2 separate regions of the Mus musculus genome follow, and region 2 is linked to region 1. The links are chromatin contacts, called in public HiChIP or PLAC-seq maps. All regions are on one chromosome and are shown on one strand. Each heading gives the region's core, a stretch centred on a gene start, on an enhancer-like site or on the middle of the called end of the contact. The rest is flanking DNA. Distances are from core to core; before and after follow the strand shown. Region 1 has its middle 57 kb from the start of 4930555A03Rik. Region 2 has its middle 6.3 kb from the start of Adgrl4.

Region 1 (5,155 bases), core at 314-2,813:
ACTTGAATAATTATAATTCTGTACAAATATACAACCAGGCTTCTGTGTTGTACTCTTACAATAAATGTGAGAAACCAACTTTAAACCAAAATATTAAGTAGAACATGCATGAATTCATTCCTTAATATAACTAACTTAAACAGTGGAATAGAATTATTATCAATTGAAACATTGTTCTATGTGCTGTAGTTGTACCACTGGATACCATGAGAGGACAGAACTCATGATCTACCACCTTGGTTGAGAGAAAAATGAGAGCTGTGTAATGAGACTCCATCTGATAGACTAGTATTGAACCAAATTGTATGTCACTGAGCCAGGAACAAGCTTAGGTAGTTGGAAGCTTTAATTGGTAGCTGCATGGAAAACGATCTTTATGTGGCTAGTTGAGAACTGGAGACTTCCACTTTTCCTGATTCTTATTCAGCAGAAGTAAAAAAAAAAAAAAAAAAATCTCCAAAAAGCACTTCAGGGACTTAGCACAAAGAGCAAGAGCTACCTGTCTGTGTAAGGGAATGGTTGAATACAGTACAGTGTGCTGAAAACTGTACGTAGCTTTACATTGGAGGGATTTGTTAGACTTAGGAAGTCAGCTTCTTCTTGGTTATGTATTTATGAGTTTGTAGGACATGAAGACTTGGCAAAGCTCCAGAATCAATTACTATACATTGACAGGGAGGGCCATATTGTAACCTGCATCATTCTCAGACCTCTCGTGTTATCCTCATCCTTTTAGTCCACACTTCAACCTCATCCACACAAAGATGGTCTACTTGAGTTTCTATCATCACAGAACAGATAACTAAAAAAGTATAGTAAATGATGCATTTTTTATAGATTTCTACAGTGTACTCAGGATAACTGAAATATCAAGAATGTGTCTGTAAAGACACATATGAAAAAAATATGACTCATATGAAAAACAAAACAACACAACAATAACACAACAACAACAAAAACAACAACCATAACAGCAACAACAGTTTGCAACCCATACTCAAGAAGAACTTAGGACCCAAGTCCAAGTAAATTATCAATCTATCCATCAAATATTAATTAAGAATCTATTGTACACCAGCTATTCAGAAGTAAGTAGTTTTCAGCAGAGTCCAGAGTCGTCAGGAGGCCTTAGAGCTGGAATTCCAGATGACTGTGTGAGCCTGACACGGGTGCTTAGCACTAAATTGAATATCTCCTCTGCAAGAACAGCACCAGCTCTGAGCCATTGTGTTGTCTCTCCAGCCCAATTACAAATATATTAAGACTGTGAATGATCGAGTGTTTAAGAATGTCTTTCTTTCACTTATGAACTGCAGTCTAGAAAGGAATGTAATTTTTCTTAAAACATATAACACATCTAGTTTTCTTTTATGACCTAAGATTGGCAAAGGACAATTCTTAACCCAATTGTATCTCAACTCTTCCTAGCTCAAAGTGGATAAAAGGTTTTATTTGCCTTTTGTCAAAAAAAGCTTAAAAAGGTTTGTCTGAGAGACACTGTAAAAGATATGAGTCAGTAGGAACTGTAGTGAACTCCCTGGATGTTTTCGTCTTCATTGTTCAAACAATGGAATCTTGAATCTGAAGAATGGGCATTACTCACGTCCTCTCAGTATAAACAGAAGAATAACAGAGTTGGATTGGAGTCTAGATTCCTGTCCTCTTAGTGCTAAACATTGAGGAGAGCCACTGGAACATTCCTCTGATTAACGACTTGATTCAGAGGATGCCAGCCAACTATTCAAAGACAAACATTTGATCATGAGGGCCAACTTGTCTTTGAGGCTATTTGACTGAAAAGAGAACAAAACAAAACAAAAACCCAAAAAACAAAAAAAAAGGAGAAAAGGAATCTGGTTTCTTCCTTAGCTAAGCTCTGGCCCAAGCCTATGGGAGTCACTGTTCATTGTTTTCTTCTTTTGAAGAATTCTCTTTCTTCCTCAGTCAATTTTCTGCTTGACGAATAAACACACAATGTATGAAACCAGCTTCAACAGTGATACAATTGAAGAGAGAGGATGAGCTGATTAGGAAGGGACCAGAGTCTGCCCAAGCTACATAAAGGTCCATAGCTGTTTTCAGAGTCTGGTCCATGACCCCATCCCGTGATCACATGCATGTAAGGAGAAAGAACATGGGAAGGAAGGAGTGGTGACCCAGACTGTGCTTCCTCTCTTTCTCAGTTCTGTTTGATTGTTTTCTTCAGTCTTAACAAAGATGGAAACTGTCATGCTTTGATCAAAGTGATCTCAGTGTATAGGCGACATTATAATTATTTTGTTAACAGAAGTGTTCATGTTTATTAGCATATTTCAGTATAAACTTTCTAAGAACAACTGAAGTAATTAGTTATGCCAGAAAACCAATACATTATTTTACATAATTTTTACTTTCTTTACTTTTTTCTTTTCTTTTTTTTTCTCGAGACAGGGTTTCTCTGTGTAGCCCTGGCTGTCCTGGAACTCACTCTGTAGACCAGGCTGGCCTTGAACTCAGAAATCTGCCTGCCTCTGCCTCCTGAGTGCTGGGATTAAAAGCTTGCACTGCTATGCCCAGCTCTAAGATAACTTTTATTGTGTGGTTTATTTCTGTGGAAGTATATGCAGGTTAGGCTGGCTTTGTTCTAAAATATGTTTTTTTTTTTTTTTTTTCTTTCTAGCATGGAACAATGACTTACAAACACACTGGGTAGATTTTTGTCAGGAGGCATATCAGGAAGGGAATTCCATGCTCCTAGATGGCCTCACGAGTCCCCTCCAATCTGACATGTTAACTTGCTCAATGAGGATTTCACAGCACACGCCTCCCTGCAATTCCATATGACAGATATTAAACCTGCCATGAAAAAAAAAAACTTAAAAAATTGAAGATAACTTTGGATGTTCTGTAAAGGTAAGTATGAGATTGTTAACCTTGTTTAAACATATACTGAACGCTTTCATTATTTTGGAATATTGTCTTTCTCTATTGTACTACACGGTGTATATATCTATATATTGTTATCTCTCTATGCACATACATATATTTCTCCTGTCTGGGGTTTTTAAATAATTCATGGTATTTCTCATTACAAAACCAAAAAGTCAATTTAAAAAGTTAGTAAAATATTTATGGAAGCGGGGAACTATAAAAACCTGAACTTTTTAAGGAGAAAAGGTAGCAAGGTAAGAGGATCCCTTATATGCCTTTTTTTTCCAATAGAAAAAAACTTTAAAAATTTACATTTTTCAAGGAGGGATGATTCCCACAAACAAAACTTGAGCATGCAACACTGCACACCTGGGTAGGTGCCTGCCACTCAAATCACTGTCATGCCGCAAGCTATCCTGATACAATCAGAAGGGAAAACAGTTAGGCTGATGGGTTTACAGAATGCTGTCTGCATGAGTGGCAGATGTTTGCGCCATAATCACGTTACAAGCACTCAATTTTTATTATGGAACAATTGCTTCTAATAACTTTCATGTTCATGATCAATGTGTCACAAATTCACCTGAATTTCAAAACAATCCAAGAAATCTAAAGGAGTGTTCTTCTGTCGTTTTTCCTCTTGATGCATTCAATAACAATAAAGCAACTGATTTGAGCATGTACAGAACTGTGGATTCTGACAATCTGTTGGGTCTCAAATATGTGTCCGAAGTCTGCCTGGTTCTCGACAGACCTGACACCATAGCATGGGTGATTATCCATCATCAGCTGCTGTTAGTGGGTAGTGTGATTAATAACTGCAATCCAAGCATGATAGGAGCGCTGTGATCTTTATTGACTCGGTGAACTGGGGGCGCTTTCTTCTCGTATGGTTGGCACTCAATTTGTGCTGCTTTCAGTTATCGATACAGCCCATTACTATTTCGATTGTGAGAGCGTTCCCTTTCTATGAACTCAATCGCAGAGATCTGCTGAAGCAAGAACAATTTTTGTTCATTTCACAGAAATACTTGCAGTCTGCAACTGTGGACTTCTGTTTCATTCACCAAAAACTTTGTAGAAACCATTGATCTTGAGTTGGCAGTCATTTCATTTACATAAAACGGTTTCACCTTCTTCTTTGGACTATACCACTTATGATAAAGACTTTAGCCCTTCCTTCACAACTCCTTAATATTACTTTTTATTGTATCAAAAACCTTCTTCTCCGTATAGAGCTATGGACTATTTTCAAATGCTTGCTATATACGTACATAATATAGACATATATTGAGTTGATTACTGCTAAAGATAGGTTCATATAAATTAAATGTCCTCCTATATTTAATCTGAGCTGCTATCCCCTGAGAAGAAACATATTTGTATTTCATAAGCCTAGTGAATAAAATATTTCAAAAGGGGAAACACTGGTGAGCTGTCTTCAAGGCTGTGTTGAGAGGACCATAAGGTGACTGATTATCCATTCATTTCATTCATTTCTTGGCTGTGACATCTCCCAGCTACCAGCAGTTTCATGATGTCACTTAGTTGAATGTAGTAAGCAAATATAACTGACAAGTCCCCAAAGCCATCTCTAAGGAAGGGCAGAGGATGTGGCGGTAGAGAAAGAGAATTTGAGTGTATAAAGCTTATTGGTAGAGGCGAGGGTAGTTAGGAAGTGACACGATGGTAGAGGGGTTGTCTTCCATGTTTAAAACCTTAGCTTTACTCCCTGGTACTGGAACTGATACTGTTTTTAGATTGAAATGAAGAGGGCTTATTGGCTGAAAACAAATTATCTGATACATAGTGAGGATGATAGGGAAAAAGAATAAGATGTATTATAGAAATAAAATCCTTGGAAAAATTAAAAAGAGTCGGGATCATAATATTAAAAATCACTCACCGTGTATTTCTTCTTTTTCTCCGCTTAGCCTCTCAGGTAAGCTTAGGAAGTCAGCTATATTTTAGTCATTTGTTGCCTCACGTAGAATAGAACAACATACGCAGCAAATATGTGTGAGGCAAGTGAACAAATGAGTAGAAAATGCAGAAATAAATTGAATACGAGTGGTTGTCGTAGATGGGAATAAGGACTGTTATGTCACGTGATGTGGGAAAAGTGAGGTACATGGGTAAAAGCTCTAGGAAAATGCAATGTGCTCCTATCAGATGACTTCCATTGTATCCGTGAAATAATACATATAACAATCACTGCAAGGACAAAAATGCAAGACAAAATCAG
Region 2 (5,002 bases), core at 1,161-3,660, 80 kb before region 1:
CTTAGTGTAAATCTGGTGATTGGGAACAAAAAACCCATGGAAGGAGTTACAGAGACAAAGTTTGGAGCTGAGACAAAAGGATGGACCATCTAGAAACTGCCATATCCATGGATCCATCCCATAATCAGCCTCCAAACGCTGACACCATTGCATACACTTGCAAGATTTTGCTGAAAGGACCCTGATATAGCTGTCTCTTGTGAGACTATGCAGGGGCCTAGTAAACACAGAAGTGAATGCTCACAGTCAGCTATTGGATGGATCACAGGACCCCCAATGGAGGAGCTAGAGAAAGTACCCAAGGAGCTAAAGGGATCTGCAACCCAATAGGTGGAACAACACTATGAACTAACCAGTACCTCCCGGTCGTGTCTCTAGCTGCATATGTATCAAAAGATGGCCTATTCAGCCATCACTGGAAAGAGAGGCCCATTGGAATTGCAAACTTTATATGCCCCAATACAGGGGAACGCCAGGGCCAAAAAGTGGGAGTGGGTGGGTAGGGGAATGGGGGGTGGGTATGGGGGGCTTTTGAGATAGCTCCTGCATTGGGGGCCGTGTGACCCATCCAATAGCTGACTGTGATCATCCACTTCTGTGTTTGCTAGGCTCCGGCATAGTCTCACAAGAGACAGCTATATCTGGGTCAGTTCAGCAAAATTTTGCTAGTGTGTGCAATGGTGTCAGCGTTTGGAAGCTGATTATGGGATGGATCCCTGCATATGGCAATCACTAGATGGTCCATCTTTTTGTCACAGCTCCAAATTTTGTCTCTGTAACTCCTTCCATGGGTGTTTTGTTCCCATTTCTAGGAAGGGGTAAAGTGTCCACACTTTGGTCTTCCTTCTTCTTGAATTTCATGCGTTTAGCAAGTTGTATCTTATATCTTGGGTATCCTAAGTTTCTGGGCTAATATCCACTTATCAGTGAGTACATATTGTGCGAGTTCCTTTGTGATTGGGTTACCCCACTCAGGATGATGCCCTCCAGGTCCATCCATTTGCCTAGGAATTTCATAAATTCATTTTTTTTAATAGCTGAGTTAACGAAGTTTCTTAGAACACAAAGGTCATGGGTATAGGTCTGTAGTTAATTCTTTCATACATGAAATCACCATGGTCATTATGTAACTAAACAATGGCTGATTGATAGATGCTGCTGCACTTGGGAGGCTGAAGGCTGAAGCAGAAATATTGCTGGGCGTTCTAGGCTTGTGCCCTGCCTGCATAGTGAGTTCCAGGCTAGCCTGGTGAGATGCTGTTGTGTCAGAGCAACAAGGATAGCAGAAACAGTGGCTTTCACTGACTGCCTCAATAAGTGGATGCATTTATACAATAATATGTAGTGAAATTTGTTCAAAATGATGTTTTGTGTTTTGATTTAGAAGATTAGCTAGAAATTCTTGCCTCAGGTGTCTTCAGTGCCACTGGAACTGCATAGGCTATTTTTTTCCACAACTAATTAAAGCATCATCATCATCATCAACAAAACAAAACAAAAGGAACAAACATCACACCTAAACTTAGTTATGTGAACAGAAATTCCTAGTTCCCAAATGGGATGTGGAGGGGTGCTTTCCACTGTGTCTCCTAGTTAATTTAAGAATGGAGGAATCAGAAGATATTTCAATGTCCAGAACTAGGCACTGCATACAATTTTCAAAACCTGTGTCTTTATAGACTGCAATATATTGTATCTTTGTAAATATATCAAGAATAGGACTTAGGTGACATCTCAGCTAATCAACATCTCCTTGTTCACAAGTGAAAACAAGAATTCTGACAACAGCACTCAAGTAAACGCAGAGTAGGAGTGGGCCCATTGGAAAATACAGTAGTGGATGAGAAAACAGGTTTTCCCAATAGACTGTACTTGTTCAGTAGTGGAGACTTCAGTGTTGCACGTAAGGGTGGGGACCAGAGTTTCTTCCCCGGCTGGTCACTCCATTGTTCGGTGACCTTCAGAAAAATCACTACACCTTTCCATTATTCTGAGTAACAGTTTACATGTTTCTATTCTACATGGCTAGTTCTCCCTTAAGGTTCCACCCAAACTTAGGAATAGTGCCTTTTTCTTATGGATAAAGAAAGGAAGGTAGAAAAAGGCAGTGGGAAAAGAGGGGCTGGAGGAGGGAGGCAAGAGACAGAGCAATGAAAGGGAGGGAGGAGGAGAGAGGGAGAGGAAGAAAGAATCTATGCTAATTATTTGCCTTTTATCAGACTTCCAAATTGTTTCATTAATTTATCTTCCTTTGTTTGGACCTTGTTCATGTCATACAAATATTCAGCTGAACTCATCTTTCCAGAGGGCAGCACTTCTAAAACAGACACTGTGGTGAGATAGCTTTCTATTTAATAGTGCTACACATTTTAACTCTGCGTTCCACATGTCATAGTGCTGATTCATTCATAGTTGATTGCTCTGGCTCATCCCATTGCTCTGAGTAATATCTCTAGAGGTTACCAACGCCATCAGGACACATTAGTAATTTAAACCATTTCTTTAGTTTTGCAGTGCAGTATACTTTAGATTAAACTTGATCTACCTTTGGGTTTTTCAACTGCCAGTTTATTTTATCTTGTGAAAATTTGTCACAATTGCTCATTTATTTCAGGAAAATTATAACTGATTAGTAAGAGCAAGTCACATCCATTGTTGGTGATGAGCAAATGAATGATACAACCATGGTCTAGAGCCCCTGATAGCATCTGTTGTAACTTCCAAGCACATTGGGAATTAGAGTTTTAGGCTTTCTCTACTTTGTCACACACCTTTAAACTTGGCTAAGATTTAATTTCCGTCTACAACATGTTTTATTAATAACCTCTGGGAAGGGATATTGGCTTAAGAAGGAGAAAATTCTTTGAAAGTCTAAGTTGCATTAACTGATCATCTTTTGTATTCTATCTTATTTTTTAGTTTTTTTTTTAAATAATGGGTATCAGGTTCTTAATTTTCAGCATTTCTCAGTGTACACTATAAATAATCATAAACAGTACTAAGATGCTTCATTGGTTGCAAATACATGTTTACGCCTAATGAAGTGATTGGACAAATTTGAAGGTCATCATCTCATCTTTCAAAAGTCCCAATATCATATGGCATTTTGGGCAGATAACTCATAAATTAGCATCACCAATAAGAGGCTATCAGGTAGCTTTATTTTATTGGTTTATGTTTAACATTATTTTACAAACCACTTGTATCACATCTCTACGGTCTCTTATTTAGTTACAGTGGGTAACCATTCATTACTCTTGCCTCTCACTCTCCATCTTGATCTTGGTCACACAAGGTGCAGTTGTTGTCACTGCTTTTATGCTTCCTTCCTGTATGGCTAACAGTGTTGTATTCCCTCATCCACAAGGATGCTTTTAGGACCTGGGAGCATTTCCAAGAGCTTTCCACAAATGAATTGTGGGGTTGGGGGACAGGCACAAACACAGCTGAAAACTGCACCTTTTTACTTTTTATTTATTTATTTTTTCAAGACAGGGTTTCTCTGTGTAGCTCTGGCTGTCCTGGAACTCACTCTGTAGACCAGGTTGGCCTCGAACTCAGAAATCTGCCTGCCTCTGCCTCCCAAGTGCTGGGATAAAGGCTTGCACCATCACCACCAGGTGAAAATCTTTTAAAAATGCTAAAAATCATATTTTTCAACTGAATCTTGTTTGAGAAAAGTAAGTAAAATTACTTAAGATACAGCCGGTGGTAAGGAGGAAGCAAACCATTATTTTTGTGGCTAAATATGATTGCTTCAGGCAGAACTTTTGAAATTCTTTACTTATATGAGGGTTCCGCTTCTGTTCCATTGGAGGCTTTCTCATATCATTCAAAGACTCTCCTACTAAATTATATCCTCACTTCTAAGAGTCTTTCTCTCTCTCTCTCTCTCTCTCTCTCTCTCTCTCTCTCTCTCTCTCTCTCTTCCTTCCTCTCTTTCTTCCTTTCTCGCTATCTCTTCCTTCCTTCCTTCCTTCCTTCCTTCCTTCCTTCCTTTCTTTCTTTCTTTCTTTCTTTCTTTCTTTCTTTCTTTCTTTCTTTCTTTCTTTCTTTCTTATGTAGAATCTAGATACTTATGAACCAGTCTTAATAAAATGCATAATTTTAAAACAGAAAGATTTCTAACTTACATTGATAGTTAGCAATGAATTTAATTATTGAAAACCAAAGTAAGCTAATTACTGCTCGCATAATTGACCCTTAAGCCTAAGGTTGAGAATCCATTTAGAGTGTGTATATCATTTTGTCTAATTGAATTAGAAGATAATCATTACATCCTGCTATAATTAATATTTATAAAACTTCATATCCTTAAAAAACCTATATAAATACTAGTTTAGTGTTTTCTAGTTTCTATTAAGTAACTCACTAATGCTCCTACAGAAATACTAATATATTATTACTAGCCAGATTTATTATTGATTTTATTTCAACCTCAGGATTCTGTCATTAGCAACATATCTCCTCTTGCTTCCCCAAAACCCTGTATCTTTTAGCATAAAAGTTGTTTTGCTTGAAGTTAAGGAAAAGAACATTTGGAAAGTTTATAAGACTGCACATCACTGAAGTTGTGAGTCCTTTGTTCGCAGTCCCCCCCACCCACTTTGGAAAGTGGAAATTAATTTCGTGCACCACTTTTATTTTGGGAGCTAAAGTTGATAAGGTTGATTTGTACAACATTTAAACGACGCCTCTTGTTTACCATTTTCTGTGGTCCATTACCACAGCATTTGAGAGGCACTATGTTATTATGGTCTTAAAGGTTGTCCTGTAAATACACTAATTTTGTTCCATTTCCCTCCTGTCCTTGTCAGTAGAATGGCTAAATCTCTTGTTTGTTTTGTTGTCTTCTGTTTTCCAAAGGACTTATAAGGCTGTCAAATGTAGGGATTAATTTTGTGCATATGTCAACATAAAATCCTCTCACCTAACAAACAATGCTATTTGAATTTAAAGTGTACTATACAATGATTTTATTGACAGGTAATATGGCACACAA

Evidence for each region. HiChIP or PLAC-seq counts read pairs in DNA pulled down with a chosen protein or histone mark.
Region 2: a contact with region 1 is called in a CTCF HiChIP or PLAC-seq map of the NIH/3T3 cell line, with 15 read pairs. The contact joins two enhancer-like sites. A contact is called at or near these places in 1 of 39 promoter capture datasets (embryonic stem cells), 1 of 15 datasets of contacts at CTCF or cohesin (the NIH/3T3 cell line), 2 of 484 Hi-C or Micro-C datasets (muscle stem cells and nephron progenitors), 4 of 115 datasets of contacts at active chromatin or transcription factors (the NIH/3T3 cell line, cardiomyocytes, heart atrium and 1 more) and 1 of 9 other capture datasets (adipose tissue).

Annotation. Positions count from the first base shown.
Region 1 is chr3:151,348,354-151,353,508 of GRCm38.p6, reverse strand. No RefSeq gene overlaps it. Among named protein-coding and RNA genes, the nearest start is that of 4930555A03Rik, 57 kb to the right of the region's middle. Within about 2 kb of position 1,563, at least 42 of the 459 cell types and tissues checked have an H3K27ac peak or open chromatin away from gene starts, as enhancers often do. A contact at or near this core is called in the NIH/3T3 cell line and muscle stem cells, where this site is marked.
Region 2 is chr3:151,429,084-151,434,085 of GRCm38.p6, reverse strand. No RefSeq gene overlaps it. Among named protein-coding and RNA genes, the nearest start is that of Adgrl4, 6.3 kb to the left of the region's middle. Within about 2 kb of position 2,410, at least 24 of the 459 cell types and tissues checked have an H3K27ac peak or open chromatin away from gene starts, as enhancers often do. A contact at or near this core is called in the NIH/3T3 cell line and muscle stem cells, where this site is marked.